Linked DNA regions of Capra hircus: region 2 is linked to region 1. A link is a contact called in public Hi-C data. All regions are on one chromosome and are shown on one strand. Each heading gives the region's core, a stretch centred on a gene start, on an enhancer-like site or on the middle of the called end of the contact. The rest is flanking DNA. Distances are from core to core; before and after follow the strand shown. Region 1 overlaps RHBDD2 (rhomboid domain-containing protein 2). Region 2 overlaps STYXL1 (serine/threonine/tyrosine-interacting-like protein 1).

Region 1 (6,888 bases), core at 1,516-4,015:
GCATCAACTATAGGGTAAGGGAATTAGAGAAGGTGAAGGTCAGAGAAAGAAAGAGACGGGAACTTTACAGGAACAGATCACCTTTAATGAGGAGAGAAGGGGCAGCAGTCAGGTTAGTGGGCTGCTGAGCTAAGAGGAGAGCAGGTCTATATGGAAAACATATACACGCGGAGATGCATTGTTTTGAGGGGTCTGTTTCTCCTCAAGATTATTTTTGATTAGTTAGCTTTCAACAACTGGGGCAAGGATTTCCTGAGACTGGCTGGAGACTGGGATCGGCTGGGGGCTGAACGTAATCAATCTTAACGTCCATTCCTTTCTTCGGGGGAGAAAGTTCTTTATTCTGTATAGAATGGTGGGGAGGACCTGAAGGGGGGGTTTAACTCCAGGCTATTTTGAGCCGTGTAGCTTTCCTTCACCTACAGAACCCACAGCCCTGACCACAGAGAGTGCAGGTTGGCGTGGAAGGCCCCTAGGTAAGATTTGTGAGTTCAGAATGTCGTGTCTGTTTTTACGTGACTGAGTTGGGGGTGTGTGTGTGTGTGTCCTGTGTGTGTGTGTGTGTGTGCTTTGTGTCCCAACCGCCCCAAGCCCTGTCCAGTGTTGCCTCTGTGGGTAGCCCACCTGGTCCTTGGCTCCAGGGATGCTGTGGCCAGGCCCCTAGGAGGAGGAGTCCATCAAGGAAGTAGCCTTGGGGTGTTTAAGCAGACTCGGACAGGCCACCTTTCATGGGAGAGGAGCTCCAGGCTCAGAACGAGCAAGGTCCTGGGTGGCCTGGGACCTGGAGATGGTGTGGCGGTGCTGAGCTTTGAGCCCAGGTGGGGGACTCGCTGCCTCTGGCTGCGGGCAGTTATCCAGGCAGAGATGCTCTGAGCAGAGCCCTGAGGGCACCCTGGGATGCAGGCCCGGGGAGAGGCCCCTGCAGGTCTCAGGAGCCAACTCCATCCTTCTCCATCCCCTCATTCCTCACTTGGGGGAACCTCATCCTACAGGACTTTCCAACCCAATCCTGGGCCCTCCCCCACCCTGCCACCTGTGGGTGGGCAGACGCCTTCCGGCAGGGCAAGAGCACTGGACACTGGGTGGGAGAGCTGTGTGCACACGCTTGGCCACTCACCTGCTGTGACCCCAGGAAGTCACTTTGCCTTCTAGGCTCCATTTCTGTCTGTCCCACCCCTCAGCCAGGGCCTCAGGCTGGGCACCCATCACTTCCAGCTCTTTCCTAGCTGCACACAGCCTCTGCCCTGCCGAACTCCCTTCCCATCTCTGCTCACACTATCGCCCTGGGTCCTGCCTGGTTAACTCCCCTCCATTGCCCTCCCCCGTCCCACCCCGTCCTGCCAGGTGGGCACACCTCGCCTCTGTACCTGGCTCTTCTCCCACTCCACAGAGCACGTCTCCCACAACAGACTGGGCATACTGAAGCCTGGGCTCCTCCTTTTCTTTCTTCATGTCCCCAGAGCCGAGCACAGGCCTGGAGCTCTTGCTCCCCGCAAGTGAAGTGAAGTGAAGTCGCTCAGTAGTGTTCGACTCTTTGCGACCCCATGGACAGTAGACTACCAGGCTCCGCCATCCATGGGATTTTCCAGGCAAGAATACTGGAGTGGGCTGCCATCTCCTTCTCCAGGGCATCTTCCCAACCCAGGGATCGAACCCGGGTCTCTTGCATTGCAGACAGACGCCTTTACCGTCTGAGCCGCCAGTTGCCCACAAAGCGCTTGTTAAATGAAGGAATGAACCAGCAGGCATCTGAAAGAGCTGGGCCTCTCAGAGCTGGGCGTCCATGCCTCTCTTCCAGACCTTATCTGGAAGGTCACATTTATGCACAGAGCTGGATCCCCGGCCCCACCCCAGAGGGGGCTCCTTCAAGGACGGAAGCACACCGTCTTCCTCCTGTAGTCCCAGCACCAGCCCCAGGGAAAGATTTCAGAGGTGGCCAAGGGGCTGCTTCTCTGCTGCCCCCTGCTGACGAAGAGGGGGAACTGGAGAACGTCTGGAAGCTTCTCTGGCCATCAGTGGGTCCGTCCTAGCCTGGGGAGCGGTTTCTATCATGCGGGGGAACAATGGCCTTCCCTTTGCCTGTTGGTCTGTGTTCTTCCTGCACCTAACAATAGCGAGAGGACCTAGTTAGGGCTTTCCCCTTTCCCTCCTTTCAGGGCCACCCCGCCCCCATGGAAGGATGTGTGGTCGGTATCCGACTGACCCCCAGATCTCCAGGCTGGTCTGGGGGCCTCTTCTGATGCCTGAACAACGCCACTGAATTACAATTTTTCAATTGTCTACTCTCCCCCACTCCCAGATTGAGATCCCCAAGTGTAGGGCATCCCAGTTCATTTACTTGGTCAACAGATCTTCATTGTGTGTCAGCCCCGTGTTGGGGGTTTTCCGCCCTCACAGAGCTCACCTGTCTTGTCTTGAGGCCCAGTCCAAGGCTTGGCACACTCGCACAGAAGCGGATACACGTGGATGATTCAACAGGCAAGTGGGGGAGGGCTTTGGGATCCCCTCTACAAGTGCCCCTGCTCTGGTCCAGGCTGCCTGCTGCGCCCCAAGCAAAGCCCAGGGGAACAGGCAAAGAGCCAATTTCAGAGCAGCGGTTGCAGCAGAGGACGGGCTGCTGTCGGCTGCTCTGCCAGACCCACCCCACCTCCCAGGAAGCTGGTTAAGGAAACCAGTGGCAGAGGAGACGATGGAACAGAATGACCTCAGATGACCCTCAGAGCCCTGCTACTCAGGGTCGCGTGAGGGTCCTTGAGCCTGGCCATCCACAAGGCAGGCCGCCAGCCTCTACAGCTCTGGCTGATCCAACTGGGAGGACCAGATACGAAGGAGGTGATGGTAGCACGCTGAAAGGTAGGTGGCCTCCTCCCCTGCTTCTGGGCACAGGCCTGGGACTGGAGTCTGCAGTGGGGGGATGATGACTAGGGGACACACAGCAGCCTGCCCTCACCAGGTGACCCTATGGGAAAGGTGCGGGCGTGGTGGGATGTGCCAGGCTCTTGGGACTGCAGTCTGGACTCCTCGGCTGGTGAATCCTGTTCACAATCCTCAGGAGCCACCCTCCAGGCTTCGTTCCCCCTCCCCGGCCAGTGCAGGCCATTCATCGCCCTGACCACTGCTGCAGATCTGTGGGTGTGTCTTATCCATCTCTAAGTCCCAGGCCTCTCCAAAGAGCCAGCCTAAGGTGGCCATCCAGCTCCGGGAATACACAAAGGCCACGTGTTATGGTGTCTGTCAGGACACCCGCACCAGGAGTGTTTCCTCAACGTGAGCCCACCTGGAGTCCAGCCGACAGCTGATCAGAAGCTATGAGCTCCCCCGGGCCTGATCAGGTGCCCGTTGGCTCAGTCACCTTCCTGTCCTGCCCTGCCCTGCCTCGAGGGGTGGGCATGGGCGAGCTGATCCCTGCGGACCACAATTCCTGGGCTTACTCGCCAACAGCTTCATGGTTAATTTAGCCCACAGGATCTCCTGCTGGGAGATCAGGAGACAGGCAGAGGCCAGGGCTCTCCTCCCTAACTCTTGCTTTTCACAGCGTCGCCGCCAGTGCCCATGTCTCTCCTGTGTAAGGCCCCGCCAGGCAGCCCTTCTCACGGTGACCCAGCCTGGAGTGTGGGGACCACCACTGTGGCTCTCTGCCGTCCACCCATCTCAGGGTCGCCAAACCTTCCCATTTGCCCTTTCAGCTCTCCAGGGAGCCTCGTATCTCCTGCCCCATTTCACATCCCCGCTGGGGCATCGTCTGCCCGACTGGACCTGGCTACAGTTCTCTTTGCTGCCCTCTGTATTCCCCGATCATAAAGACACAGCATGCCAGGGGCAGGCTGGAGGCAGTTTCTTTATACAAACGTAACCAACGCGACGGACCCGTCAACATACTGCTGGGGCGCACGCAGGCCCGTCTCACCACTCCTGGGGCAGAAGTCTGGGTGGTGGGGGTGTCGCTGCAGGGGAGAAACACTGCACAGGCCTGGGGACTGGCGAGCACACCAGCAGGGAGCTCCTGAAGGGCACACATGAACACACGGACACTGGATAACCAAGAGCACTACGCACAAGGCCAGGAAGGAACAGAGCTGGGATGAGCCGCTGACAACCGATCCCCCTTCCCCGAGGTTTCTTTGGGGCGGGGAAGTGGGTGGGAGGGGCCTGGGCCTGAAGCCAAGCGCCCCAGCTGTGCCACAAGAGCCACGTGTCCTGACCAGGCGCCCTGCTTTCTGCATCTGGGAAGTGGGGACCACTGTACTTCACGAAGCTGTCATGAGGGTAAAGGAGATCAACAGGAACACATATCAAAATACTCAACACAGAGCGTGGCACATAGAGGTATCCAATAAATAACTTCGTGTCAAGAAAATCTCAGCTCACAGAGGCCCTTTTTGAGAAGGCCAGGAGGGGAGATCGCATCCCTGGAAACTTTCTCAGGGCATCAGGACCCTTGAGCACTCCTTAGAGCCTGTGGCCACTGGAGTGGCCAGAGCCCCGGAATACACGGTGCCGGGGCAGTTGAGGGGGGCAGGGGGCTGGACTCCCAGGGAGGCACCCGCGGAAGCTGGGTAGACACCCGAGGAGTTGGGGGTTGTGCCAAAATGATTCTGCACGTAGCACAAGCCGGAGGCAGGCTGGTACGGAGGCAGGCTGGGCATGTGCCCAGGAGCACACGATGGCCAGGCCGCCAGTTTCTGGCCACTGGCGTGCTGCATCTGGGCGGCAGGGCGATTTGGGGTCAGGTGAGGGTGGCCGCTCTGCGTGGGGTAGGAGCCGGGCACAGGGTTCAGCCTGGAAAGGAACGAGAGAGAAGATGGGTGCTGAGCTAGTCATGCCGGGGAACACAGCACCCCGAACTGTCTACCCGCAGGAGAAAGGCCTGGGCTCGCTGCACTGCCTTCTATTACAACATGCTGTGGACGGGCATTTCCTGTAACCAGCTGTAAAAGTGCCACATGGGGAGAAAGAGTCATATCAACTGAACAGAAAACAGGTGCCCACTCACCGCCCTGCAGTAAGCCAGCAGGATGAGGGGCAACGGACCCATGCCTGAAACCCCTTGAGGTGTAAGGGCAGTCTGCAAGTCGGATGGAGTTGGGGATGGGATCACGGTAGTTAGTGTCTTCTGTGGCTGGCCTAGCGATTCAACCAAAGAGAAGAGGTCCACTCCTGTGGGAGGTCGGAGGGGAAGGCTCCACCTGGGCAGCACAGGGCTCGGGCCCAGGCCTTGTCTGCTGGCAGACGGTCTACCCGTGACGGCAGGAAAGAAGGCTTATAGCTCAAAGTCCTGGCAGGCAGGAACGGACACGACAGATGCGGGGAGCTGTCTGTGCCAAGGTCGAAGACCCCACCACAGACACAGGTGACTGGGACTACAAAGGAAGACACGTTCTAAGGGATTTAGCCTGTGAACTTTTGCAGAGATTTCTCAATACAAAGAACTAATGTCAACACCACTGACACCTGTGTTGCTGCTGCTGCCGCCGCTAAGTCGCTTCAGTCGTGTTCGACTCTGTGCGACCCCAGAGACGACAGCCCACCAGGCTCCCCCGTCCCTGGGATCCTCCAGGCAAGAATACTGGAGTGGGCTGCCATTTCCTTCTCCAATGCATGAAAGTGAAAAGTGATAAAGTGAAGCCGCTCAGTCATGTCCGACTCTTAGCGATCCCATGGACTGCAGCCTATCAGGCTCCTCCATTCATGGGATTTTCCAGGCAAGAGTACTGGAGTGGGTTGCCATTGCCTGTGTTAGGTAATGATTAAACCTTGAGACACTTCAGTCCAAACCTAGGCTTATAAATCAACTGAAGTACAGACGCACAACATTTAACAGCACTTTCAGAATTTGAAAAATGCAGAGGCTCTGGCCTATAAGAAGCTTGATAAGAGCCTCCAAGGGAAACAAAGCTGTCCAGGACTGATGCCAAAACCAACACATGCGTCAACGTTGCCCGTGTCCTGTTGTTGGGTCATCAGAAACATCATGTTCTGTTCTGGGTGGCTGCAGCAGGCCAGGATGTTATGGGGTGGGACACTATGCCATGTGGGTCACCATATCCCCAGCGAGGTCTGCACGTTATGGGGAAGCAGGATCACTGGGCACCACGAGTGTCACAGTTAGAGAAGTGAGTGTGATCCAGCGTGCAAGACTGTCCTCACTGGGGGCTGCCTTGTAGAGAAAGGACTCAGCTGCCAGGGGTCAACCTAGTCACCTTAGAGGGGCTTCCTTCACTGAGTACGGCTGAGGAGTTTGCAAATGAGGACCCCTAAGTTCTCTCTGAACTGAACTTAGAACTAAGTTCTCTCTAGATTCTGTGAGAACAGCAATTAAGAACCAAAAAGCTATACAGTACAGCTAATTCTAAATGTAAACACCTCCCACCCGTTGTTGTTGCCATTCAGTCGCTCAGTCGTGTCCGACTCTTTGCGACCCCATGCACTGCAGCACACCAGGCCTCCCTGTCCTTTGCCACCTCCCAGGGCTTGCTCAAACTCATGTCTATTGAGTTGGGAACACCATCTAACCATCTTATGATCTGTTGTCTCCTTTTCCTCCTGCCCTCGATCTTTGCCATCAGGGTCCTTCCAAAAAGCTAAAATACAGCTAATTCTAAACGTCAGCATCTCCCACCCACTGAGACTCCAGGAATTCCTTGCCTGAAATAAAATGAGTGAATGTGCATTTCTATTTTTCCCAGTACCCGTCCCTGCCTTTAAGAAATGGTCAGAGCTGGGACTTCCCCAGCAAGGTCCAGTGGTTAGGACTTGGCACTCTCACTGAGGGGGCCCCAAGTTTGATCCCTGGTTTGGGGAGGGGGGTTAAGATCCAACAAGCCACACAGCGTGGCCAAAAAAGAAAAGAAAAGAAAAGAAAATTGTCAGAGGGCTCTGAGTCACTGA
Region 2 (6,888 bases), core at 2,398-4,897, 1.2 Mb before region 1:
CTCACTCCCTGAGGCCTCTCCCTGTCCCCCGTGGGCAACAGCTTCATTAAGCAAATGTTGATTTCATTCTTTGATGGGCCAGGCAGTGTTACGGACCCTGGGGTTGTGACTTTTGCCCATTCAAGCCTGTCTGCTTACTGCCCTCTTCATGGCGGATTTTGGATTTGGTCTCCATCGCCCACACCCTTCTCCAGAGGGTGTCAGTAGTTCCGGTGGCCACGGCTGCCCTCTCAGCACCTGTGCCAAGGCTCCTAATCGGCTGTGGGCTGGCCACTAGACCACTGTTCTTTGCCAGGCTATCATCTCTGGTCCAGTCAGCCGTGGACAGCTTCTCCCAGGAGGGACCATGGGTGTGGAAGACTCTTGGAACGTGGCAGCCTCTCTGGTCCACTCTTAGGGCTTCCAGGCCTGTGTGTAGTCAAGGAAGGGGACGCTGTCCCACCTGGGCTCCTCCCAGTGCTGGTGTGCAGGGCGTGTGGACTCAGCCTAACCCACCTACCAACAGGCTTCTCCGGTGGTTTCTTTAGAGGGCAGGCAAATACCTAATCCCGGAGTCTGTGGATCTGGAGTGTGTGGAATACTGTGTGATATACGATAACAACACCATCTCCCCGGAGCTAATGCTGAAAGACGACGCCAGTGATGATGACGGCGCTGACGACGGCAAGCACAGTGAGTCTGTACCAGAGCAGCGAGAAGAGTTAAGTTACCGAGCGCTTTTGCCACATGCCGGGAGCTCTGCCTGGGCCACCTCTACAGAGCAGCCCGATGGGGACGGCAGTGTCAGAACCTGGGAAGGGTCTGGGATGTTTCCTTCTTTGCAAAGTGACAAGCGAGTCTGCCGTGGTTTCGTGGATGCTGGCGCAAGACCTGAGGCTCCTGGCTCAGAGATAAAAGACTTTATTTCTCAGAGCAATAGAAGTAGCCAGAAAGCAGTGGGTGGTATTGTTAGCGAACTCTGAGCTTAGGGGGCCTAAATCTTTTCTAACAAACATGCAGAAAGCCTGCCTGCCCTTGACTCTGGAGGGAGGAACTGTCTCTATCAACCAAGGCTGTTTATTACACAGATATCCTTGAAAAGCCAGCGCCTTTGTTCAAAGGACATGTAGAAACACGAAAGGCTGTGGAGAGTTGTCTCCTAGTAAGTAACGTCTCTGTTTTATAGAGGAGGAAATTGGAGTCCAGGAAGGTGAAATAACTCATTCCCCATGTTTGGGACCGTGGGTTTCTACTGCTGTGTAACAAATTACCCCCAAACTCAGTAGTTTAATACCATAATCATTAGTTGTCTGTTTGTTTCTGTGGAATTTGGGAGCACTTAGCTGGGAGGTTCTCACCTGTCCTGAGGCTGTAGACATGACGTCAGCCAGACTGCTGTCCCAAGGAGGTGAGATGGGGCCAGGATGACATGCCTCTGAGATGGTCACTCCCGTGGGAATACCCAGGAGTCCTCCGTTCCTTACTGCACGGACCTCCGCAGATGGCTGCTTAGATGGCCTCATGACATGGCAGCTGGTTTCCCCCGAGGGAGTGGGCCGAGACAGAGGGAGAGAAGGGGACAGCCACGTGCCTATTTATGACCTGCTCTTGAGACGGAAATACTAGGTCACATTCTGTTCATTAGAAGCAAGTCACTGAGTACAGCTACCCCTACAGGCTGCTGCTGCTGCTAAGTCACTTTAGTCGTGTCCAACTCTACGACCCCATAGACGGCAGCCCACCAGGCTCCCCCGTCCCTGGGATTCTCCAGGCAAGAACACTGGAGCGGGTTGCCATTTCCTTCTCCAACCCCTACAGGAGAGGGGAATTAAACTAAAGGGAAGCATTTGAAGTGTTTGTGGGAAGAGTTTTTAAACCGCCACACGTAGTAAGTGGTGGGGCCAGGATTCAAACCCAGGCAGTCTGGCTCTGTCTGGTCTCCCACGGCTTGAATGGTGATCCTGGAGAACAGTCACTTCATCCTCGAGCTGGACCGTGGCCAGTTCCGGCCTGTTTCACTGAGGCTCCGCTGCATTCTCCATTCAGCCGCTGCTTTGGGCTGACCACGCATTGCTGCTGCTTGCCCGCTCAGTGACTGATGGGGGTGGATGAGTTCCATGGGCTGGGCGTTCATACCAGTGGCCACTGGGTGGCGGTAGGCTTCCACCTGTAATAACACCAGTTTTCTCAGGAGGCCCTTAGCCAGTAAATTGTCCCCTCTTTGCTACAGTCAAACCTGGTCTGCAATCCTAGGATTGTTGGCTGAAGCCTAAGTCTTAGGAAATGGTGGTCGGTGAAAACAATCCCCTCTACTCTCTGTGCCTGACCTCACTTTAGCACTATGGAGCCACCATCCTCACTCGGTAAAAAATCACAATCACAGAACAACAAAACCCAAAACCACACACTGATAATTTGCTTACTTAGGGAAGAGTGCATAGTCAGGGACACCTGCAGCAGCCAATGGCTCGATGGCCACAGTGTTCTTTGTTTACTGATGTGGCAAGCAACATTCTTCATCCATAGTGTATACCAGAGAGAAGTTAAACATGTGCACACAAAACCTTGTACATGGGTGTTCCTGGCAGTCTTATAATAGGCACAAAATGGAAACACCTGAAATATTCATCAACAGATCAGTGGATAAACCAAAGATGGAGAGCCACACAGAGGAATATTATTCAGCTATGAAAAAGGCTGGAGTGCTGACGCTTGCTCCAACACAGATGAAGTTTGACAACATCATGCCCAGGGAAAGCAACCAGACGCAAAACGCCACATTTATATAATTCCATTTCTAGAAAATGTCCAAAACAGGTCAAGCCATAAGAAATTAGGTTAGAGGTTGCTTAGAGCTGAATGTTTGCAGGGAAGTGAGGAACGAAACCCTCTAACTGGTACATGGTTTCTTTTGGAGGTGATTAAAATGTTCTGAAATTGACTGCAGTGATGGTTTCACAACTGTGAATACATTAAAAAACATTCATTTCTATACTTTAAATGGATGAATTGTGTGGTACATCATTTATGATATTGTATATACACAGACGTGGCTCAGCTGGTAAAGAATCCCCCTGAAATGTGGGAGACCTGGGTTCTATCCCTGGGTTGGGAGGATCCCCCGGAGAAGGGAAAGGCTCCCCACAGCAGTATGTTGGCCTGGAGAATTCCGTGAACTGTATAGTCCGTATGGCAGCAAAGAGCTGGACACGACCGAGCGACTGTCGCTTTCATAGACACGTGAGCATTTCGCTTATGCTGGGTCGTCCTTCCTTGCAACAACATGGAAATGAAAATGAAATTTTGGAGTTTACAGACAAAGATCAGCTTTCTTGGTGGCGAATTGCTTTTTAAATTTTAATTGTAGCTTTCATCTCTGTTTATATTCGCTTCAGTTTCCTCGATAGCTGTTTTCCAGAGTGGAGTGCCTGTCCACTGGGCCTCTAGGCAAACGGTGAGCACACAGGGGACAGTCACCTCTTTGGTCTCTGCTCTTAGGATTAGTGCTTGGAGCAGCTGTTGAGTGCGGCAGAACCCTGACCCACCTCACGCGCCACCCCGTCCTTATCCTGAGAGGAGGCTTCGAGCACTTCTCGGGCATGTATCACTTCTTCCGGACACAGAAGATCATCTGGATGCCTCAGGCAAGCTGTGCACTGAGCGCGGGCAGGCTCGGGCAGGAGCGGGGCCTTTCCCTGGGGGCCGAAGGGGTGGCGAGCAGGGCTGGAGAAGCAGGAGGAGGCAGATGGTGTGGAAAAGGTGGAAGAGATGTTGACGATGGCTTGGGAAGGAACTTGGGCAGCCAGGAGGTGCAGTCCAGTCCAGTGTGATGAATTTATGAGTGCCAGACGGAGGAAGGAGCCAGTGTGGTGTTTCATCGATGGGGCCAGTTTAGAGAGCAGGGATCCGTGGCGGGGGGCTTCTGGGTGATGGGTCGTGGTCAAAGCCACACAGGCAGGGCCATCCTTAGCTGTCTGGCCTCACAAACCCTGGCTGGGTCCAGAGGATACAGCGAAAGGGTGAGATAGCAGCCCCTGTCTACAAGGATTCCTTTGTCTACTGGCGGAGACAAGGGTTGTAACAAAGCGTGGCCAAGGTGTTACACAAGGTGTCAGGAGCCAAACCAGAGGATGAATAAGGTGAGCACTGGGGGGCAGTGACAGGCAGACAGGGGCGCTCCCTGGGGGAATTTTATAGCATCTGGTTTCTTGAAGAGTCAGAATGAAATGGAATGTGAACCTGCAGGGGTTTCATTCTTTCTAGCAATTACTTCAGCTGTGCTCTCACTCGCCGTGGGCAGCATCGTGGGCCGATACCATACTTTCAGACCACTCTCGGTTATCAGAAATTTCAGTTTTGTCATACTATAAAACAACTGGAGAAATGTGCCTAGGAACTGGAATTTGGTGATAGGAAGGAATTCCACCTGATGCGAAGAGCTGACTCATTGGAAAAGACCCTGATGCTGGGAAAGATTGAGGGCAGGAGGAGAAGGGGACGACAGAGGGTGAGAGGGTTGGATGGCATCACCGACTCAATGGACATGAGTCTGAACAAGCTCTGGGAGTTGGTGATGGACAGGGAGGCCTGGTGTGCTGCAGTCCATGGGGTCACAAAGAGTCGGACACGACTGAGCGACTGAACAACAAGGAATTATGGTTACAGATTTTTTGGGGTTGTGATGACATTATTACGGCTATGTTTCTGAGAACATGAGCCTCTATCTCTTAGACATACATGATGAGATATTTATAATTAAAATAACATGATGTCTAGAATTTCCTTCAAAATAATCTGGGGCGGGTCAGCAAGTTGGAGGTATATATGAAACGAAATGGGCCATTAGTTGATAATGAATGTTTGCTGAAGGGTGAGAGATCCAGGAGTTTGTTACATCATTCTCTCTACTTTTGTGTACTTTTGAAATAATTCTTTAAAAGGGAATAAAACGGTCCAGTTCAAGCTTAACGTTCTAGTCTCAACTCACGCCTTCTTCTCCCTTCCCGGAGCTGGGCAGCCTTCCATTGTCTGCAGGCTCGGGACTGGGAATGGGAGGAGTGTAGGGTAGCCTCAGGGATACCTCCTTACTTCCCCTCTTCCGGTCCTGGTCCCTTTGGTGCTGGGGGTCCGTGTGGGCCCTGTCTTGTGTGACTGGCTGCTTATCAGTGGTGGGGATGTGCCCTCTTCTCATCCTGCCCCGCCTGGTTCTGTGTGCCACAGATGATGGCCTTTGAGGCTGGTTTCCTTTCCATCTGGTACCAAGGATCCTTCAGAGAGAGCCAGCTGAGAATTCCTGACAGGAATACCTGCCAGGTCCCTTCCCTTCCATTGGCAGCTCACGACCTCCCACCCTGTCCACATTCCTTCACCTGAAGCCCAGAATGAGCCCCCGGAGGGTGTGATGGTAGGAATGAGGCTGCTCCTGGCCTTGCTGGCGCGGCTGCTCCAGCCAGCCTGTGTGAAAAGGCGAGGACCCACGCCTGCGGTCATACCTGTTCCCAAACGCAGGGTATACGTGCGGTGCTCTCCAGGTGACGTCCTCACCTTCCACTGGGCTGTGAGTCTTGGCTCAGCAGCTATACAGCCAGTCTTCCCGGGTCCCTCCAGGCGCCCCTCTTTGCCCCCAGAGGAGCATCCTTACTGGCTTTGTGGCGATGAGAGGGGCTCTTTCTTGTCTGCAAACCTCACATGCTCATAGCTCCCCTTCTGCGCATCTCGTGCTCTAGGTGCGCAGGCTTCAGCGGTTGCAGTGCACGGGCTTAGTCACTGTGTGGCCTGTGGGATCTTCCCAGACCAGGGGTCAAACCCATGTCCTCTGCGTTGGCAGGCAGGTTCTTAACCACTGGATCCCCAGGAAAGCCCCTTTATTTTTCTCGTAAAGCTTTAGGAAGGTGGAACTGGCATAGGTTAAAACAGCACATATTTACAATGTACAGTTTGGTCAGTTTTGACGTGTATACACCTGAGACTGGTCCTTGCCCCAGTCTTCTTAAGTAGTTTGGGAAGAGGGATGGGGCGGCGGCTGGTGGTATCTAGCAGGGCCTGGACAGGTGAGTTCTATGCTGCTTGTTCGAGGCCTTCATAGGATGTACTTTCCTAGACTGGCTTCTCCCTACTTTGGGACTTTTGTTACTAATTCAGGGACAAGAACGAAAGCCCCACTCCCTTCCTGTTATGTGTTTTGACACGTTGTGAAGCAGATGTGTCTCTGCTGCTCCCCAAGGAACTCCTACCAGGGGGATGGAGGCACGGAGTTTAGACTCTGAGATGGCCCCTCTACTTTAGACCGAGTGACTGCTAATTTCCTGTTTTATATGTTGTTGTCTAGTCGCTAAGTCATGTCCTACTATTTGTGAACCAGTGGACTGTAGCCGTGTCGGGGGAAGGCAGTGGGCTCAAGTTGGACATGTTAGTTTGTGATACTGGTTTCTTTTACATTTGTCAATGTGGTTGTCAAAACTGTGTCCTCTAGAATTAATAGGCAGTGGCTGTTTAGAGCAGAGCATGTTTTTATCCATGTCACACCCACTCCCCCATGGCCCTTAAAACTACTGGGAAAGGAAGCTGGTTCGAAAGCATCAGGAAGAGCCTTGACAGATTTGTGGTGAGAGTGAGTGAGATTATCCACATGAAACCAGGAGGAGTTCACTTGGCTCCAGCAAGCTGAGCGTCCTGAGGGGGTGGTCACCCTGAACCCTAGGGAGCGCTTTGGGTCACATTTGCAGGTAGTGGGTCTGCCTGCCTGCATGTGGAAGGGCCAAATGTCTCACAGACTTGGGGGTTGACTCGGAGAGGTGTCTGCTCATTGATAAAAAAGCTTTTGAGGTCAACGGTTTCAGAGGAATGTGGGCTGGTGGTGGGTTCACTGGGAGGGGCGGTGTGCTGAAGCCAGAAGGCTCTGAAAGCCTC

What was found. A called contact is a pair of places that touch in the nucleus more often than the background predicts.
Region 2: a contact with region 1 is called in a Hi-C map of blood, with 11 times the contacts expected there. The contact joins two enhancer-like sites. A contact is called at or near these places in 3 of 5 Hi-C or Micro-C datasets (all in blood).

Annotation. Positions count from the first base shown.
Region 1 is chr25:33,913,153-33,920,040 of ARS1.2, reverse strand. It overlaps RHBDD2 (rhomboid domain-containing protein 2), which reads right to left. Exons shown (of 5, transcript XM_018040863.1): 5 at 3,820-4,779. The coding sequence ends at 4,422. Among named protein-coding and RNA genes, the nearest start is that of RHBDD2, 8.5 kb to the right of the region's middle. Within about 2 kb of position 2,765, at least 5 of the 5 cell types and tissues checked have an H3K27ac peak or open chromatin away from gene starts, as enhancers often do.
Region 2 is chr25:35,158,645-35,165,532 of ARS1.2, reverse strand. It overlaps STYXL1 (serine/threonine/tyrosine-interacting-like protein 1), which reads left to right. Exons shown (of 9, transcript XM_018040699.1): 4 at 528-672; 5 at 3,478-3,623. Among named protein-coding and RNA genes, the nearest start is that of MDH2, 12 kb to the left of the region's middle. Within about 2 kb of position 3,647, at least 1 of the 5 cell types and tissues checked has an H3K27ac peak or open chromatin away from gene starts, as enhancers often do.